Regions from separate parts of the Hordeum vulgare genome. Here region 1 is linked to region 2. A link is a contact called in public Hi-C data. All regions are on one chromosome and are shown on one strand. Each heading gives the region's core, a stretch centred on a gene start, on an enhancer-like site or on the middle of the called end of the contact. The rest is flanking DNA. Distances are from core to core; before and after follow the strand shown. Region 1 holds the start of LOC123407543 (spastin). Region 2 holds the start of LOC123413545 (LRR receptor-like serine/threonine-protein kinase SIK1).

Region 1 (5,463 bases), core at 83-2,582, 140 kb before region 2:
ATTATACTTCTAGGTTGACCCAGTCGGTCGATTGCATCATTGCATGTGCGAGTCGCCCAGAGGCCTCATGTAGACAATTTTTCTCTGAGACAACCCCACGTAGATATTTAGATAGAGCATAGTTAGATATTTTTTAAGACAAACATAGTTCTTAGAGGGGAAGACAAACGACATTTCCTATTCAGCACTTCACACATTCGTGACAACACATTTTGCAAATGCACACACACACATCTGCTTTGCGGTGGGCCGACCCGTCACCATTCTTTTTTTAACGTCCAAAAAATTGCGCGCATGTGTGTTTCGGACTTGCGACCCCCTCTTCATTCGTATGCTGCGCCAAACATCCCACCACCATCACGTGACGTGCGAAGTTACATCTTCTTTTCTCTTTCCTCTTTCTTCTTTTCCCTTTTCCTTTTTTTTTCTAGTTTGTTTTTATTCTTTGCTATTTCTTTTGCTAAATTGAATAAATATTTCTCAAAATCAATGGAACCTTTTCCAAAACCGATGAATTATTTTTAAAAATTGATGATCTTTGTATTCTTCCAAAATTGATAAACTATTTCCATGACCGATGAACTTTTTCAATTGATGAATTTTTAGAAACTTAGGGAAATTTTGAAAATTGCATGGACTTTTTCTAAATATTTAAACATTTCAAATCCATGAACCTTTTTCAAACCCGTGTTAAATTTTTCAATTTGTGAACATGGTTTTTCAAATTAGCGAACTTTTTTCATTTTTCTTGAACTATTTTGTATTTCATGAACTTTTCCAAATTCGTGAACTTTTCTCCATGAATCCTGTCGAAACCGTCAACTTTTCTAAATTACTGATTTGTTTTCAATTTTCAGGAATTTCCTTTTTCAATTTATGGAATTTCTTCAAGAAATAGTGAACTATTTTCATTATTTCATGATCATTTTTAACACGTGAACCCTTTCCTTTGGAAACAAATTATTTGAATTCCTCGAATGTTGGTGAGCCCTTTATGAAATCTATGAAGTCCCGAATTTTGTTACAACGCGGTTTTAGTTTGTTCTTTAGTATTCCCCGTTACTCTATGTCAGTAGCTCCAGTGGTTAGCCTAACCTGTTTTCGTATGCATCCGCACCGTTCCGAATCCTCATAACTCAATTTTTGGTGTTTTTCCCCGCTCTAATAGAATTTGCTTGTTAGTGGGCCGGGCCAGCAGCGTTAGCATGTGGGCCCAGGGAGCAAGACAAACATAGTTAAGCTAGCCCGAGAAATGGCAGCGTGGGCCCTTCGAGCCCGGCCCACCGGAGACGCGTGCCGAGTGGACTAGACTCTCCGGTCTCTCTCCCCCAACAGCAGCAACCCAACCCAAGGCCCCACGCAAACTTCCACCGGCGAATCTCCGATGACGCTCCCCCCCGTCGGCGGCGCATGAGCTTCCTCCGCGCGCTCGCGGACTCCCTCTCGTCGCTCCTCTTCGCAGCGCCGGCCATGGACGCGCCGGCGGCGGCCGTGGTGGGGGAGCGCGTGGCCGTGAAGCTGCGGGGCTACTTCGAGCTGGCCAAGGAGGAGATCGACAAGGCCGTGCGCGCCGAGGAGTGGGGCCTCCCCGACGACGCCGAGGCGCACTACCGCAGCGCCCTCCGCGTCATGCTCGAGGCCAAGGCCGCCCGCGTCCCCGACGCCGTCTCCTCCAGGTCAGCTGTCCCCTCCCCCTTCCCTCCGGCAGATTTATGCTAGGGTTTGCGGTCGCTGATCGGCGTGCGCGTTTCGGTTTTGCAGCGAGAGGGGCCAGGTCAGGGTGTACCAGGACAAGATCGCCAAGTGGCAGACGCAGGTGGAGGAGCGCCTCAGGGTGCTCGGCCGGAGGAGCGGTGAGCCTCTCCGCCCCTCTTCGTTTCCTCCTCCTCAGTTTTGCTCACTTCTCAATGTTGTGCACATGTGAAACTTGTTCAGTGATGTGTTTGCACTTCTCAGTCCAAAAACATTAGAAGAAGCCAATATTCTTGCAGCCATACCTCTAGTTTTTTGTGTTATTAATCACTGGATTGTGTGAAATTTAGGGGTTCATACCCACTCCCTCCATCCCGAATTAGTTATCTTAGATTATCTAGACACGTTTTAGTGTTAGGTATATCCGTATCTAGACAAATCTAAGACAGCTAATTTGGGACGGAGGTAATATATAATTCCATTTGTTAATTGTACATTGCCATACTTTTGCGATTGTGGAATATAATTCATTCGGAGTTAACTTCCAGTAGTTTGATTGTTCACATAGGTCCTACATACATTTCCCTACTGTTCCAATTGTGGACTTCAATTAATTGGGTGTTAACTCTTTTTTTTTTCTGGCATTGTAGGAGCGGCTGCACCAGTCCCCAATAAGGTATAAGCTTCTAGTGTTGATTTTTCACACGTGGTACATGTTACTTTTGCCTGATAGTTTCAACTGCCTAGTGTCTACTTGGTACATTCTGAACTGTCTTCTACCTAGTGTTCTAGTAAAAATGATCGTGGCCTGTTATTTGCTTCCTTCCCGGTTAACAGCGTTTTACTGATATGTTGATTTGGTACTGCTGCAGTTCTACTTTATCAATCCAAGTCTGCTCGCTATGAATATTTTTTTCTTGTGAGTTCTTACGATTAGGAGTGCTAGTATTATATCTACTTGACTACTTGTTACCTGCGATAGCAAACATTGATCAAAATAAGTTGTTGTAAGAAAAGGAAAGCTAGCTAGATGCCTGGGTTACATAGTTACATATTGAGGTTATCAACTGTATTTTCTTTTTAAGGAGTACTTTGCAGCGAGCACATTGGTCAAAAAGGTCTTTCTCCATTACCATGTACTCTATTTCTGCAGGTTGTTGCAAACAATCAAGTAAATAGGCCCGAGAGACCAGCATCAAGTAGCTACCGTAAGTCAGCTTTGCAGTCTAGCCCTACCTTTAACAGAGGTGGTCAAGCATCCTCCCATCAGAAGAATAGCAATGGTGGATCGAAGCCAGTGCAAAGAGCTGGTGGAAAGGATGATGACAAGCTTGTTGAAATGATAAATACGACAATCGTGGATAGAAGTCCTTCTGTCAAATGGGATGATGTTGGTATGCAACTATTGACTTTCTTTGTGCGCTCTGGCTCAAGCCCAATTATTAATCATGGTGTCATTGTTCTCTGGTTTGATCTGTAGCTGGTCTTGACAAAGCAAAGCAAGCACTCATGGAAATGGTTATCTTACCTACTAAGCGAAGGGATTTATTCACTGGTCTTCGGAGGCCTGCGAAAGGTAAACGTGTTCATGCTCAAGGTTTCCCTTCTCTGGATCTTTTCTATTAATTCATAAGTCATAACTACTATTCAGGGCTGCTTCTCTTTGGTCCTCCTGGGAATGGGAAAACAATGCTCGCCAAAGCTGTTGCTTCAGAATCTGAAGCAACATTTTTTAATGTTTCAGCTTCTTCGTTGACATCAAAGTGGGTATGTGGTTGTCCCTATTTATGTTACTTAGTCGGATACTCACTTGCATATTTTACTCTCTGAACCAACCTTATTTCATTGGCATACACAGGTAGGGGAGGCTGAAAAGCTTGTTCGGACACTTTTCATGGTTGCTGTTGAACGGCAACCATCTGTTATTTTCATGGATGAGGTCCTTGTTACAAACCTTATTGTTCAAATAATATTTATTTAATACTCACTCCGTCCCAAAATAATTGTCGTTGATTTAGTACTCTAAATCAGCGACACCTATTTGGGACGAAGGGAGTATTTTCTTATTAATTGAAGCTCATCGATGTTATTTTGACCATGCTATCACTAGTTGTTTGAATAGGGAAATTGGCCGCTTGTCATATTTTAAGATAGTTTAGTTTTGGAATGTTTGATCCATTTGAAGTTTGAACGGTGCAATTGTTAGACATGTAGAAGTGTAAATATATGCTTTTCTCCTGAACTTTGCACAGAATAGAAGTATGCATCAGATATTTTATATTTTCTGCATAGGCTTATGCACAAAGTTGATGTTTGCATTCAAATCTTTCTAGAAGTTTAGATGAGCAAATATATGGTACCTGCGTTCCTGCCTGCTCAGTTAGTATAGGGTCTTAATTGCTTTTTTAGGAACATCAAGTACAAAGTAGATGCATACACACTGACACAATTAGAATGCATTCCCTTAAGCTGTGTTTTAACGTATTTTTTCTTCTTATTATTATAAATGTGAGATCTCATGTGTTTTGTTCTTTCGTGTTGGCTGTATTTGACTATCCAGATTGATAGTGTCATGTCAACAAGGTTAGCTAGTGAGAATGATGCTAGCAGGCGACTGAAATCTGAATTCCTTATTCAGTTTGATGGGGTGACATCAAACCCAGATGATTTAGTAATTGTTATAGGTTAGTATATCTTTCTTTGTTGATTTTATAATCCTGGTTATCTTATGCACTATACTTGCGTCTGATGAAAATAATTAGGATACAACCGTCGTGCAACTGTTACTACTTACCACAATTATATACTCCCTCCTTCCATAAATACTTGTCGGAAAATGGATAAAAATGGATGTATCAGAACTAAAATCGTCTAGATACATCCATTTCTCCGACAAGTATTTCCGGACGGAGGGAGTAATACATAATCTCCATACTGTAAATTTTATTTGCTCATAATAATTTGTTGACATGGTATGCTGTTTAGCACTTCTCCGCTGCTGCCGTTTTGTTATTCAGTACATCCTGTATTTTGATCAGGTCTATCGTGTATTCCTCCTTTGTATAAAATCGTATTTGGGTGTTGCAAATAAATGACCCTTGGACCCGATGCTCAGCACTTTCATTATTTGAGCAGCATTAGTTTAGGACTTAGAATTGTCTCTGTCACGAGTCGTAGATCAGACATTTCTGAAGTGGTTTGCAGCACTATAGGCAGTTAGGCACACCAGTTTGTCGTCTTGGGTGATATATAATTTGCCCTTATTGTAATTCGTGAATGATTCAATGGATAAACATTTTCTCCAATAGGTATATCTAGAACCATGGTACACCACAATTTTGCTTAATATTTTTCTTTCACTAAGTTTTCTGGTTATTGTGTGTATCTTCTGTTAATGAAAATCATTTGGTTAGGAGCTACAAATAAACCACAAGAGTTGGATGATGCTGTTCTCAGAAGACTGGTAAGATTGATCTCACATGTGTATTTAGGATTACTTTTGCGATGTCTTCAAATTTCTGGCATCTTGCATTTCGAAGACCATGCACAGGGTATGTGCCACTTGGTAGCTGGTACCTGTTCCTGACACCTTTGGCCCTTCCTCATGGTAATTGGGGCAACCAGAGAATGGTCGGGAACTGAACAGCAATAATGTATCGGTTTCTTTTCTAGTTACAACTTCAAAATAATGCCCTGCTATGGCTACCAACTCCTTTTGAAAGACCAAATTGAAAGCTATTGTTAAATAACTGGGTTCATGGAAATTACCGA
Region 2 (5,368 bases), core at 2,191-4,690:
GTCGAGAAAAGCTTTGGCGGATAGTTACTCATGATTGTAATTGCATATCACAAACAACATATTAATGTGGTTGATATGTTACTCGAACTCTAATCTTAACAAATCAGAGCAATAATACACCCCATATATATGGGCAGAGAAAGTTTTTTTCTCAATTCTAAATTGAGTTTTGCTTTGGTGCACCCTCCTTATAAGTGCACGTGAATTTATAAAGTTACTTAAAAGGGTATTATTCTCCCAATGCATCAAACAAGTTATCAGAACAATCTAATACTATATATATTGAAGGGGCGGCATCTATTGTTCACCCTTAATCTGCATTCAGATCTGTAAGCTTTTTTAGGGGTGAACCGAAGCAAAACTCAAATTTTATCCCTTTCCTACAGTCTTCAACATTTCTCTCCTGAAACCACGGTCCACCGTCAAGGGCAGAACCAATAACACACTGGTTGGGTTCAAGTGAACGCAACGAAAATTAGTCAAACAATTATTGGATTAAACAAAATTATTATTTTTACCACAAAGTGAACCCAATGACGATAATTTCTACTCATCCGTTCCTAAATATAAGCCTTTTAAGATACTTCAGTAGAAGTCTACATACGAAGCAAAATGAATGAATCTACACTCTAAAGTATGTCTATATACATCCGTATGTAGTCCACTAATGAAACCTCTTTAAAGACTTATATTTAGAACCGGAGGGAGTAGCTGTTATGATTTTCGGCATTCTCAACCATGGGTCCAAAGGACACAGACCACACAAGCATGGTCTACCAAAATCAAGGCAACCTAACATATAGTTAAGCTGATCGGCCACACAACATTCATGGACGGCCGTACAACCTAACATATAGTTAAGCTCGGTTGATCATGCCACACAGATGGAGAGCATGCATACAGTGCAGGCACGGCTGCAGGTTCAGACGTTGTTCGTTACGTACGCGCTATGGTATATATGATCCCCACTCCCGTCGTACACTCCAGGATATGAGGCACCCGGGAAGGGCCCACCGGCAGCCTCTGCCACGGCGGCATCAGCCACACAGCCTCATGTCATATGGCAACGTATGGTGCTTAGAGAAATCCTTAGAAAAATAAATCAAGTTTTTTTGCGGAAAATAAATAAATAACTTAACATAACCATTTTTAATTAGTTTAGTTGTAAGGTGCTCTCTTTGCCCTGAAATATAAAATCTTTGTTGACACTATTAGTGTCAAAAAGTGTCTTATATTTCGGGATGGAGGGAGTAATTATTTAAAGGCTTAGTTGTTTCATCCATTTTAGCCTTCTACAAATGTCCACCTATTGTTGAAAATGACTGGTATTGCGCAATTATTAATTGGGCATGTGCGTCTCCCTTTTTTTGCAGGGTACATGTGCGTGCTTTTGATGTTCTTCTGCTTTGTCTTTTGCGGCTCACAAGTTCCCTCCGTTCCCAAAATAAATGTCTCTGTTTATACTGTATTAGAGTTAGTATTCAGTTAAGACAAATATTTTGAAACGGAAGGGTAGTATTTATTGCGGAGCAAACTTCCTTGATTAAGTTAATGAAAGCTTCGATGCACGGCTGGAGGTATTCTTCCTTTTCTAAATAAATGAAAGCTTTGATCAGCGATTATATTACTATTATGCACCTTTGGCACAAAATTGATCAGGATTAAGTTTGGTAATGCAATTTAGGAATGATCGCATGTGAGGTGTTTGCCCTTGATGATTGTAGTGTTGATGAAATATGACCCCGCAAATTTCATGATGAATCACACGTGATGTCATAGCAATGTACAAGGCATATGGTCGTGAGAGGGAGGATGATCCACAAAGGAAGAGCTTGTGGAAACACAAGCAAACATGAAGAAGACTAGATCAAGGAACTACCGTAGCCAGGAGGACATCATTTGTGTCGTGCTTGTATGAATGTCTTGCTTGATGCCTCTTTTGGTACTGATCAAGGAAGTAGAATTTTTCAAGTAGGGTTGAAGAGTACTAATCGAGCAATGTGACTGTTCCTTCTAACCGCACTAAAGGTTCTCTTCCCCGTTCTTGTCGGATGAACAACTCGATGGCCTCGACATAGGCCTAATCTTGGATGGACTACAGGACCGCGGTCTACTCCATCATCTCTGCCACTTTGGGCGAACTCAAACTCCGTCATGGCGTCCTCCATGGTGAAGCCTTCAACCGGCTCCGCCCCATCCTCATCTTCCTCATGCTCCTCCATGGGCACCGGTTGTTGCTCCCCCTCCTCTTCCTCCGGCTCCAACGATTCAGAGGTAGGCCCGCTGCAATCTAGGCGGCGGGCCTAGCCCAGATCTCCTCGAGCATCTGAAAATGCCGCTCCGGCGTTAGCATAGCACAGGTGGTCATCTTTTTCGACCATGGCGGAAGGGGACAGCGAGGGAGGATGAAGGCGAAGAGGGAGAGAAGTGGATGATCTCGGGCCGACGACGCGAAGAGGGAGGAAGCGGGTGTGGCTAGGGCCGGGGGACGCCGTCCGACGTAAATAGTCGAACCTTGGCTCTGGAGCGGCGAGCTAGAGCGACCCACGCGACGTTCACACCCTCACCGGAGGAGGCTTGTTCGGTTTCTGGGCTATTGTGTGTGGGACCTCCCCAAGCCGGTTCCGAAAAGTATGTCCAACGAGCAAACGAATCCCTTTTTTTTTTTTTTACAACACAATGGCGAACGAATCTCAGGCTACGCCCTTTACCAAACCAAGGTATAGCAGTACTGCTACTAGTTCTCAACAAAACCAAATTTGAATGTCTTGTACAATCCGTCCTTGTATGGCAGCGTTGCTTTGCGCTGAGCCGCCGAACCCCCATCCATCTAACCAACGAACCACAATCAATCCCAGCCCCATCCATCAGCCAGTCAATCAAACGCAACCCGCCCCGCCACGCAACATCCATGCACGCCCACGAACGTAGTAGTACCATCGCCACGCCACACCACACCACACGTACCCAAGCTCCATGCCCGGCACGGATCACGCCCGACCTCCCCCCTCTCGCCGTCCACCTCGCCTCGAACGGTTCGCCGCCGGTACGCCGCCGGCGGCGGCCACCACCGACGCCGCCACGATCGCCGCATGCATGCATGACCACCGTCCGACAAACAAGAGCCGGGTCCACCGGCAGCGTCCGCGGGAGATCCCATTTCGCGCGCGAACCAGCCTTTAATCTTAACCTTAACCCCTTTCCCCCTAAACCCCGCCCGCCACCCCGTCCGATCACACCTCACCACCGGGCCACCACCGCGGACCCCACGTGTCATCGACGGCGCGGTAAGAGACACGAGGACGTTCGAAAGGAAACGGGAGATCCACGCGGCGGGCCCCGCTCGTACACGCATAGCTGGCCATCACCGCTGACAGGGCGGGGCCCGCCCCGCCAGCCTTAACCCCCCTCCGCCTCCCTCCTCCCTCTCACTCGGTGGTGGTGGTGGTGGTGGTACCACGGCTCTGCTTCCCCTGCAGCGCGGCGCAGCGGCTGCCCCCCGAAAGCAACCGCAGTCACGTCGCTATCCGCCCCACCTCCATCGCCACGACAAATACATTGCCCCCCCTCCCTCCCTCGCCCCCATCTACTCCGCCATACGTTCACCAGATGGGACTGCGAGGAGGAGCAAGAACGGCGGCGGCGGCGGCGGTGCTGGGGCAGTGGTAGTAGGCTAGTAGCAGCTTCCACGGCTGTCCGGGGAGGAAGGAGGTTTCTTGATTTCTTAGAGAGTGCGCAGGCGGCGGCGGGAAGGGAAGGGAGGTCGCGCGCGGGCTGCTCCTCGGAATGGCGCCCTCGTCGCTGCGGCGGTGGGCGGCGACTGTGCTGGTGGTGGTTCTTCGGCTGGCGGCGGCGGCGGCGGAGGGGGAAGACCGAGGAGGGGACGGGGAGGCGCTGATGGACGTCAAGGCGGGCTTCGGCAACGCCGCCAACGCGCTCGCCGACTGGGACGGCGGCCGCGACCACTGCGCCTGGCGGGGCGTCGCCTGCGACGCCAACTCCTTCGCCGTCCTCTCCCTGTACGTCCCCCCTCCCTCCCTCCCTCCCTCCCCTCTTCTCCTGCTCCTCCGGCCGGCATTGCGAACGCCATGACGACAAGCTTCTCCCTCTCCGTCGTCTCGCTTCTCGGCCGCCGCTCCTCGCCGCGTGTGAAAGATGTTGGCTTGCTCTTTGAAAGCAACCCGCTTGCTCTGCATATCTGGATAAAAAAAAACTGTACTTTCTCTTTTCTCATGGGATTATTCATTCGCTTCTTCCTTGCATAATCATCTACATATTTGTTTCGCTACTTATAAACGAACTAGTATTATCTATCTCTGACGGCTGATTGATCTTCTCCGGTGAAAATAAAAAAATGCAGGAACCTGTCAAATCTGAACCTGGGAGGGGAGATCTCGCCGGCGATAGGGGAGCTCAAGACCCTACAGTTCCTGTACGCACACACCACCATCCCTCCCCCATCCCCATCCCCATCCCCCTCCTTTGCATCTTCATAAGATTTTGTGCCTGAATCTTCCCCTCTCTCTTTAAAAATATCCATCCGATTTGACCCATCATCCCGTGATGTGACAAGCCTCTTTACTATTCTATCATGCCTACCACGCCCTCCTAGGAGTAGATTGGATTAGTTTATCTCAGCCCTAATGATTTGCTTCCTTTGCTTGCGCAGGGATCTCAAGGGGAACAAGCTCACAGGCCAAATCCCAGATGAGATTGGGGATTGTGTCTCCTTAAAATACTTGTACGCCACCCAATCCGGGTCTTCTTTTATTCTTCTATATACTACTCCTACCTTTTTGCTGTAGACATGGATGATTCTTGTTTATAGTATTTTTATACCGGTTGACATGTGCCTCTTCTTGTGTGTGTGTGTCCTACATACAGGGATTTGTCCTTCAACCTGCTGTATGGAGACATCCCCTTCTCCATCTCCAAGCTCAAGCAACTCGAGGATTTGTAAGCACTGGATCATCATTTGTTTATCTTGCCTGCCTTTTAGCAGAGACATGCCTTTTTTTTCTGAGATTGTGATCACTTTTCCACCCATCTTTGGGTTGTTTTGGGTTATCCCAAGGAATGAGAGGCTGCTTGCTTTTATCTGCTTTTTTTTGTATTATTTTTTTTGGGCAAAGTATGTTTTGGGGTTATAACTGCTATGAAACTAGTTTAAGTTTTGCTTCTGTGTGGTTTGTAGATTGCAGCCAAGTTTCTGTGGTTTAGAGTGCTTGAGTTATGATGTTTCTTTTTCTCTCTTATTATGGCTGCAGGATTCTGAAGAACAACCAGCTCACGGGACCCATCCCTTCCACACTGTCCCAGATTCCAAATCTCAAAATCTTGTGAGTTTCCTAGTACCTTTCTTTCCCCG

Evidence for each region. A called contact is a pair of places that touch in the nucleus more often than the background predicts.
Region 1: a contact with region 2 is called in a Hi-C map of seedling, with 2.7 times the contacts expected there. The contact joins the promoter of LOC123407543 here to the promoter of LOC123413545 in region 2. A contact is called at or near these places in 2 of 6 Hi-C or Micro-C datasets (leaf and seedling).

Annotation. Positions count from the first base shown.
Region 1 is chr7H:19,011,343-19,016,805 of MorexV3_pseudomolecules_assembly, reverse strand. It overlaps LOC123407543 (spastin), which reads left to right and starts at 1,332. Exons shown (of 13, transcript XM_045100709.1): 1 at 1,332-1,676; 2 at 1,762-1,853; 3 at 2,343-2,368; 4 at 2,846-3,086; 5 at 3,173-3,268; 6 at 3,344-3,459; 7 at 3,551-3,631; 8 at 4,253-4,376; 9 at 5,106-5,155. The coding sequence starts at 1,411.
Region 2 is chr7H:18,873,040-18,878,407 of MorexV3_pseudomolecules_assembly, reverse strand. It overlaps LOC123413545 (LRR receptor-like serine/threonine-protein kinase SIK1), which reads left to right and starts at 3,440. Exons shown (of 26, transcript XM_045106477.1): 1 at 3,440-4,019; 2 at 4,361-4,432; 3 at 4,670-4,741; 4 at 4,885-4,956; 5 at 5,268-5,339. The coding sequence starts at 3,787.